Regions from separate parts of the Mus musculus genome. Here all the other regions are linked to region 3. A link is a contact called in public HiChIP or PLAC-seq and promoter capture Hi-C data. All regions are on one chromosome and are shown on one strand. The core of a region is the stretch at or near the end of the contact, and the rest is flanking DNA. Distances in the headings are between cores, read along the strand shown. Region 1 overlaps Slc20a2 (solute carrier family 20, member 2). Region 2 has its middle 20 kb from the start of Gm39140. Region 3 holds the start of Smim19 (small integral membrane protein 19).

What was found. Promoter capture Hi-C pulls out the DNA fragments that hold promoters and counts their contacts. HiChIP or PLAC-seq counts read pairs in DNA pulled down with a chosen protein or histone mark.
Region 1: a contact with region 3 is called in a promoter capture Hi-C map of liver. The contact joins the enhancer-like site here to the promoter of Smim19 in region 3. A contact is called at or near these places in 12 of 39 promoter capture datasets (3T3-L1-derived adipocytes, the C10 cell line, the HPC-7 cell line and 6 more), 14 of 484 Hi-C or Micro-C datasets (the HL-1 cell line, Sertoli cells, cardiomyocytes and 6 more), 12 of 115 datasets of contacts at active chromatin or transcription factors (the SCID.adh cell line, a beta-TC-6 cell line, bone marrow-derived dendritic cells and 7 more) and 2 of 9 other capture datasets (adipose tissue and pancreatic islet).
Region 2: a contact with region 3 is called in an H3K27ac HiChIP or PLAC-seq map of embryonic stem cells, with 15 read pairs. The contact joins the enhancer-like site here to the promoter of Smim19 in region 3. A contact is called at or near these places in 17 of 39 promoter capture datasets (the 3T3-L1 cell line, 3T3-L1-derived adipocytes, the C10 cell line and 11 more), 1 of 15 datasets of contacts at CTCF or cohesin (CD8 T cells), 58 of 484 Hi-C or Micro-C datasets (the AML12 cell line, the BV-2 cell line, the C2C12 cell line and 35 more), 20 of 115 datasets of contacts at active chromatin or transcription factors (the 230-238 cell line, the HPC-7 cell line, the SCID.adh cell line and 13 more) and 2 of 9 other capture datasets (adipose tissue and pancreatic islet).

What each region holds. Positions count from the first base shown.
Region 1 is chr8:22,508,991-22,511,690 of GRCm38.p6, forward strand. The region is part of intron 1 of Slc20a2 (solute carrier family 20, member 2); the gene reads left to right. Among named protein-coding and RNA genes, the nearest start is that of Smim19, 33 kb to the left of the region's middle. Within about 2 kb of position 1,286, at least 17 of the 459 cell types and tissues checked have an H3K27ac peak or open chromatin away from gene starts, as enhancers often do. A contact at or near this core is called in liver, where this site is marked.
Region 2 is chr8:22,433,324-22,436,023 of GRCm38.p6, forward strand. No RefSeq gene overlaps it. Among named protein-coding and RNA genes, the nearest start is that of Gm39140, 20 kb to the right of the region's middle. Within about 2 kb of position 1,293, at least 148 of the 459 cell types and tissues checked have an H3K27ac peak or open chromatin away from gene starts, as enhancers often do. A contact at or near this core is called in the HL-1 cell line, the HPC-7 cell line, the SCID.adh cell line and 15 more, where this site is marked.
Region 3 is chr8:22,475,588-22,478,287 of GRCm38.p6, forward strand. It overlaps Smim19 (small integral membrane protein 19), which reads right to left and starts at 1,292. Exons shown (of 4, transcript NM_001146117.1): 1 at 919-1,292. It overlaps Slc20a2 (solute carrier family 20, member 2), which reads left to right and starts at 1,113. Exons shown (of 11, transcript NM_011394.3): 1 at 1,113-1,338.

The sequences.
Region 1 (2,700 bases), core at 36-2,535, 33 kb after region 3:
TTGTTATTCAGCATATGTGCTAAGCACCTCCACAGCGCACACAATACACAAAGAGAGCATAGTTCCCACTCGCAACGAGCTCACGTGCTAAACAGCCGCAGCACCGAAAAAGGGGGGCCCTGACACGCAGTAAACAAACCGGCAAGAAGACAATGCTGGGGGGAGACGTGGGAGGTGAGAGCATGGGGCGCGTGGAGGGCACGGCTGAGTTCGGTTTATCCCTGCATTTGCAACCCGGGATTGGGACTGGCTCTTTGCCCTAGGCAGCAACTGTGGGTAAGTGGGGCAGCCCAGAGCCCACTCCCAGGCCTTGTCACCTTCCTGCCACAAAGGAGCCACTGAAGGTTCACTTCACCTGAAGCTGTTGCTGGGTGGTAGCGGCAGACCCACCAGAGAAGTGGGAAGCAGCCTCCTCAACGAGACTGTTTAAATAGACCTGATTTCTGGGTTATATTTTCTCTCTTGGATGCCACCTGGCCCTGCTCTGTCTTAAAATGATGGGTCATCTATCTGATATTTTAAGACAGCTTCTTGAGTTTCTTAGAAGATCAGAAGATAAGCATTAAGACGGTCTGTGAAACGTTACTGCAGCTCACAGAGAGTCAGTTCCCCGGGCAGGCGTGAATACAAGCGGGTGATGTGTGCGAATACGAGAAATTGGTCTGAATCGTTCGGTTCTTGACACCGGCTGTGGCGGCTCTCCGACTCAGGTTCTGTGTCTTGTTTATGGCTCTTCATCTGAAAGAAACTTGGAGGGACTCTGAAAAAAAAAACTCAAGAAAGGGGGGAAATCACATGTTAGAAATTATAACTACAATAAGAGGTTGGAGGACTTCTGTTCTATAGCCTAGAAGAGACTTGCATTTTTGTTCAGATACGTGTGCCCATCCTGGGGATAATGATGGACAGCTGGTGTGTGCTCCCCTTTGGAGTGTAAAGGGTCAGGTACCATGATGGCCAAGGTGTGGCTGTGACCTATCAGCACTTCCTGGGAACAGATTCTCAGGCCCACCAAGACCTGCTGATTCCAAGTGGGAAGGCTGGAGTGCAAGGCTATTTTAACAGTGCTCTAAGGTGATTCTGATGTCCCATGCATGGGGTATTAGGAAGAAAATTATCACAAAGGGGGAACACGGATGCTGGGAACTATAAACTTTTCTTCTTGGAGTCATATAAACCTGGGTTTAAATTTATTTGCAATATTTTTAGTATTCTCTCTGAAGTCCGGAGATAAATGACCTCTCAAAGTCCCTCTAACCCTGCCTTGACTCTGGATTTTTTTCGGTCACTTAATATTTAACCTGGGAAATACTGCGTTGACTTACCTGGATTCGTTAATTAAGACAGTGCCTATCTTTGTTTGTTCGTTTGTTTGGGGTTTTGGTTTCTGTGCTAGAAGTGGAACCCAGGACCTCACACCTTACTAAAAGTAAGTACTCCCCATTGAAGCACATCCTTGCCTTGATAGTATTTTTTAAAAGGTTTCAATTTTATTCATATGTACATAAGTATGTGTGAGGTGTGCCATGTGGATGCGAGGGAAGAATAACCGGTGTAGCTGCTAAGCTGTTGCTTCAGCTCCAGCAGCAGCAGTTTCAAATGGAGATACAAAGAGATGAGAAGTGAGTGGTAGTGTGGGCTATACAGTATATCAGGCATACAGCAATGGTTTAAGCAGTGTTGCTAAAGCTATCGGGCATACAGTAGTGGGTTTAAGCAGTGCTGCTAAAGCTGTCAGGTGTACAGTAATGGGTTTAGGTAGTGTTGCTAAATAGATGTCCCCCCTTCCCAGTTGACTCCACCAGTAGCCCACGGTCACTGTGTCGCCGACAGTTGACTAGATCATTCACTGTCTTCATGAAGTCTCTGTCAGAAGAGAGGTAGCTGCAGACAAAGTGTGACTTTAACTGATTCCCCAACTCTTTCACCTCCACTGGAAGAGACAAGTCAGTGGGTCGCATGCTGCGGTCAGAAGTAGATGGCCACCTAGAAAGACCTGAAGAGGGTATGAGCATAGTACAACGCACCCTGCCTCCTTTGAAGACTCGGGATAGGGACTTGTTTCAGCTGACACGCCTTTCTGGAGCAAATGATCCAGTAGTGCACATAGCAGGCACGTGGAGTTGGATTATTCGGTCAGCATGTCCAGAGCCAGCTAGGCTCTGCCCTCTTGGATTTCATGCGTTCTGCTGACTTGAGCAAGTAGCAATTGGTACCTTGCCCAAGCCAATTATTGTGTCCTAGAAGTCCCCCATGCTGACCCCTAACTTTTTTATAGGTCATGTAAATGCATCTTAATCTAATGATGTCTTTGCCCTTTCTTACATCCTCCTTTGTAGCTTTTGCTTGAGGGAATGGTTTCTGGTTGAAAACATAACCACCCTGTCTAGCCTTTAGTACAAAGCTTTTGTGGCTTTAATGAAGAAAGAGCTTTGTGAGGGCATGGTTTTTCAGTGTTGTTTTAAAAGTATCAGATGAGCAACACCACCGTAGCCAAAAGAACATCCACTCCCTTAGCCAGGGAACGATGGCCGTAGGATTTTAGCACTTGAAAGAGGAGAGGTAGAATCTTTGGCTTTTATAGATAGAATTAATTACATATTTTCAGACCATTAAAATGTCCTTAAAGTGAAAAGGACAGGTACAGACACTTTAGCTCAAACTCTACTTTTCCCTGTGAAGGGACAGAGAGGGAGAGCA
Region 2 (2,700 bases), core at 43-2,542, 42 kb before region 3:
TATCCAAGCACCACCTCATGGTGGCCTGGGCACATCTATTCATTTGCTTACCATGCCCTAGTGCCACCATGTGGTGGCTTCAGCAAGCCTGCTTACACACTTGCCAGGTCACACCACCATTATGTCATCTCCTGGGCATGACAGTTAAATGCCCAGGGGTATCAGATGCTTGCTGTGTCCCAGGGCCACTACATGGCAGCCTGGACATGCCTGTTCACATATGTACCATATCCCAACACCACCACAATGCAGGCTGGTTTCACCTGTGTGCATGCAACTGTGTTCAAGCACTGCCAAGCAGTGGCTTGGGTGTGCCTGCTTGTATGCATGCCGTGTCCCAGCCATGACACATAGCTGCCAGGGCACACCAGTTTGCATGATTTCTGTGTCCTAGTACCAGCATGTGACTGCCTGAGAATACCTACCGATTCACACACCTACTATGTCCCGGGGCTGCCAAGTTATGGTTTGTGCACACTTCTTTGCCTGCTTACCATGTTCCAGGACCTCCATGTGGCAGACTTGGCACACCTTTTCACATGGCTGCTTGGACATGGTAGTTCATATGTATATCATGTTCCAGCACTGCCTGGGCATGCCAGTTCATATGTATGTCATGTTTCAGCACTGCCTGGGCATGCCAGTTCATATGTATGTTATGTTCCAGCACTGCCTGGGCATGCCAGTTCATATGTATGTTATGTTCCAGCACTGCCTGAGCATGCCAGTTCATATGTATGTCATGTTCCAGCACTGCCTGGGCATGCCAGTTCATATGTATGTCATGTTCCAGCACTGCCTGGACATGCCCGTTCACATGCCTGCTATGTTCCAGTGCCAACACATGAGCCCATGCTCACCTGTCTGCACATATATTGTGTCCCAGAGCCTCAAATCACTAGCCAGATCATACCTGCTAGCACACCTACTATGTCTTAGCCTTGCCAGCCAGCAGCCAGGACACATCTGCACCATATCCCAGCACCATTGTGGAGTGGCTTGGACACATGCATTTGCACACCTACCATATGCCAGTGCTGCCAAGTGGTGGCCAGGCATGCCTATTCTCACCTGCCACATCTCTAGGCAGCTGTAGGGTATATACATTCTGTGTCTCTACGCCATTGCGTGACATCCTGAGCTCTCCTGTTCACACACATACCATGTCCCCCGCATTGCTACCTAGTGGTCTGGGCGGCTGCCACATGGTGGCCTATCACATCCCAGGGCTGCCATGTGGCAGACTTGTCAGAGACATTTACTAAATGCCTGCCATGTCCCAGATTTGCCACTTGGTGGAGTATTGCCTGTTTGCCTGCAAACCTGTCCCAGCACCAACACTTAGGAGCCTGGGCATGCCTTTATTTGTCTGGGAACATTGGTTCACACCTGCTGCCGTGCCTGCTATGTTCCAGTGCTACTGCCTCCTAGCCTGAGCACACCTGTTGGCACACTTGCCAAGTCCGACCACCACCACACGACAGCCTGGGCATGCCTGTTTGCATGCTCACCATGTCTGAGCAATGGTACATGTCTGAACATGTCCACATGCTTGCCGTGTCCCAGGACCTCCAAGTGGTGGCCCGGCCACATAGTTCACAGTTCTGCTGTGACCCAGAGCCACCATGTGGTAGCATGATCTCTCCTAGTCTCACATGTATGGTGTCCCAGCAGTGCCCATGGCAACCTGGTTCAACCTCTTTGGACTCAGTCCCTGTCCCACTGACACCAGGAGGCAAGCTTGGTCATGCCTGTTTGCATGCCTTCCATTTCCCAGAGCTGCTATGTGGTAACCTGGGCATGCCTATTCACATGTATTCTATGTCCCAACACCACCCCATGGAGTCCTAGGCCTAGGTATGGTGGAGTTTGTGAAAGAGAGGGAGACTGGACCTGGTGTGGGCTTTTTTTTTTTTTTTTTTGAACCTCAAAGCCCCCAGCCCCAAGGACACACCTCCTCCAACAAGGCCACACCTCCTAATGGTTCCCAAAGGTGTTCACTAATTGGGAACCAAATACTCAAATATATGAGCTTATGAAGGCCTTTTCATTTAAATCACCACATCTAACTATAACAGGGATATATATATATATATATATATATATACATATATATATATATATATAGTGTGTTTGTGTGTGTGTGTGTGTGTGTGTGTGTGTGTGTGTGTGTGTGTGTCTATACATATAACCCTAATTACAACAGATCTAGGGAAGATGTGTATGAGAAAAACTACTACACACAGCTTTCCAGTTATGACAGGGATAGGAAATGCATGTGTGTGCACCAGCATATACAGAACTACCTGATAGAAGAAATACAAGTTCGTGACTCTCCACAAAAACACCTGTCTGTAATAGATCATGGGAATACGTGTGTGTGACTCTGCTACTCCTGTTATGTGACAAGATTGTCCCCAGAGAGATACAACACACCCATCTACTCACCCACTGGGAGTAGATTGGGAGCCCATGACAGACCAACGTACAGATACTGTCAACGTCCAACTTGGTAAACTTATGAGTTGTGTTTGGGTTATTTCCAGGGATATAGGTGAGGGGTTACTTGCAGGAGCAGAAGTGACTCAAAGACAGGGACATCACCAAAGCCCACCCTGGCACGGATGGCATCTCACCAACGCTGAGCTGTCTGCATGATTTGGTCATACCTAGGTCTTTATTTATGCTTCATAATCCATT
Region 3 (2,700 bases), core at 42-2,541:
TCAGGAATGGAGAGTTCAGAGTCCACAGTGCAGACATGGAGGTACTTTAACCACGCCTCCCACGCACTTTGTGTAACCTAACCAAGTGTGAGGATATGCGCCTTTCCCCTTCAGTCTAAAGTAAAATGTCCAGGGGTTGGTTCATTTCAGGCAAGTTAATGCTCTAGTAGATTGATGCTGAGAGTGACATTCTGGGCTCTTATGGGAAAACTGACATCTTCCCTCAGCTGTCCGGTGATGTAATGTTTAAACTATTATTGCATTAGAAAGATGCTAGCTAGATGGAGCTGATTTAAGCTGCAGGTTAAACACGCATATTAAGAGATCATGACATCAAAAAACGCATCCATCGGGATTTAGTTTAAGGCTGACCTCCTTTTGGGTGACAAAATCCTTTTCAGGTAATCATGAGACATTATCCTAAGTTTTAAAGTTTGTCCACTCCGTTCTAGAACCTGCCACCTCGCTTGGAATGCTATTTTCTGCCTCTCACGTGGGACTTTTGTTACTCTCTCACGGAAATTCAGACTACACATAATTTCTAACAACGGAACCCAAACACCATGAGGGGAAGATTCATTCTCCTGACTCTCTGAAGCACTGCGACGTTTGAGGTCCTAAAACAGACGGGAACAAGGTCACAGGCTTTCACCCCATCCTAGAGGACGGAGCATAGCTGAGGCCTGTGGACTGCGCAGTACACGTTCGAGTAATTTTTTTTTTCTTTTTGCACCCATCCTGCTTTGACGCACTGCAACTCAATAACAGGTGACAGTGGTGGCTCTGAGATCCCAAGGCCACAGGGACCCGGGGAACGGGAGGCGCAGAGGTGGCACACAGATCTGACGCCCAAACCTGGCCTCCTCCAGCCGCCGCCCCCCTCCCCCGAGCCTGTGCAATCTGTTCCAGGTGACATACAGGACAGTCCTCCCGCGACGGGACGCCGCACGCTCCCGCCGGCGTCTCTGCGGGCTCCGGGGACCCTAGGCACGCTGCAGCCGCCCCGCTCACTCCGCCCGCAGAGACACCCAGGTCGGGATCTGACCCGCAGCAGCTCGCAGCCCGCGGCTGGGCCCGGACTGGACGGGACGGGGCGGGGCCGGGACGGGGGCGGGGCGGTGACGCAGCCGCGCGCGGGCGGGCGAGCGAGCGGGAGAGCGGGCGGGCGGGCGCTCGGCGGCTGCTGAGGTGCGGAGGCCGCCGCGCCGAGCCGCTCCGCTCCGCTCGGGCTGTTCCGGGAGTCGGGCGGGGAGCGCGGGCCGAGACCCAGCGGACCGGACGACCTCGCCTTCGTCACTTCCTGCCGGCCCGCGGTTTCCGGAGGGAACGAGAAGCCAGGTTTTGTTATTGGTTTTTCTTCCTTCCCTCTGTGCGGGATCGGAGCCCGACGCCGCGGCGGCACCGCGTGCCGCGTGTGGCGGGAGCCGAGCGCAGCGCGGTGCAGCGCGGCGGTGCGTCTCTCCGCGCGCCGCGGCCCGGGTCGGCGCGGGCGGGAAGCGGCGGGCTCAGGCCGGAGGGCGCCGAGGCTCCTCCGCGGTGGGGCGGTCTCGGGGTGTCTGCGCGTGCTCCCGGGACGAAGCTGGCTGGCTGGGTTCTCGGTCTCCTCATCTTCCCGGCTGTGAGGCCGAGGCGACTGCTCTCTCGCATCTTTGCTTGAATGGCTAGGGTGTTTTTAAAAGAAAAAGAACAAAAAAGAAAAACACCATTTGCGTGGGGGGACTTGAATAAGGTTACGTTTTCCAGGGTGAGGCAGGTGGTGATCGTTAATGAGTGAGTGCAGTTTCGCCATTAAACCGATCAGTCGGTCCCCCCAGGTTAGTGCGGCCATGCAAATAAAGCGGCCCATTGTCCACGTGCTTAAGGGCTTAGCAATTCCAGCAGGGCAAGTTCTCCGGGATCATCTGACTTCTTGTTACCATTCTTGCTCGCAGTGTAGCGGTTCTCTTGAGTTGGCGTGCAGAGATAAGAGCAAATAATTAGACTGTAACTTTTCACAAGTTGTCTTGCCTATTACAAACTCACCTTCCCTTAGGATCAGTAACATGTTTTTGTAGTATCAGTGTATGTGCGTTTACGTATATTATACACACAATCATTTATATAATTTTTAAACCATTTAGTTTGAGTTTAAAGTTAGAGAATTAGAAAGAGTAGTACACGTGGTGTTTGCTGCCTGTTTGCCGGGACAGTGCCAGATGTTCATAGATGTTTTATATCAGTTCATTCTCAAGGGGAACTTCTTACATAGGCGTAGATTGTTCAGTTTCTCAATACTTAAGTTTGATTAGCTCGCACCACTATGTAGAACGTTGGCTTTAAATAGTTGTTTCTCTTCTGAAAATAAGGGTGCTGATCACAGAATAACTTAGCAAATTAGTGTGGCTTTAGAAAGAAGTTCATAGAAGTGTGTTTAGTCCATTTGGGTGTATAAGAGTTTTAAAAGCCTTGTGGCTCTTTTCTTACTCCTAAGTGCCCATTATATAACATGGTCAGAAGTTGATCTAGATAGGGTGGGCACCAGGCAAAGGTACAGAGCCGTTACTCAAATTTGGGGTCCTTTGTATTTCTTACTACACTTCCTAACTGAAGGCAAACAAACATGTGAAATGATTTTTTTAACACCAAACTAAGAAAATTAAACAAAAACAAGCTGTAGGCTGTTAGATTTTTTTATTTTGCTTGACTGCCCCCCCCCCCTTT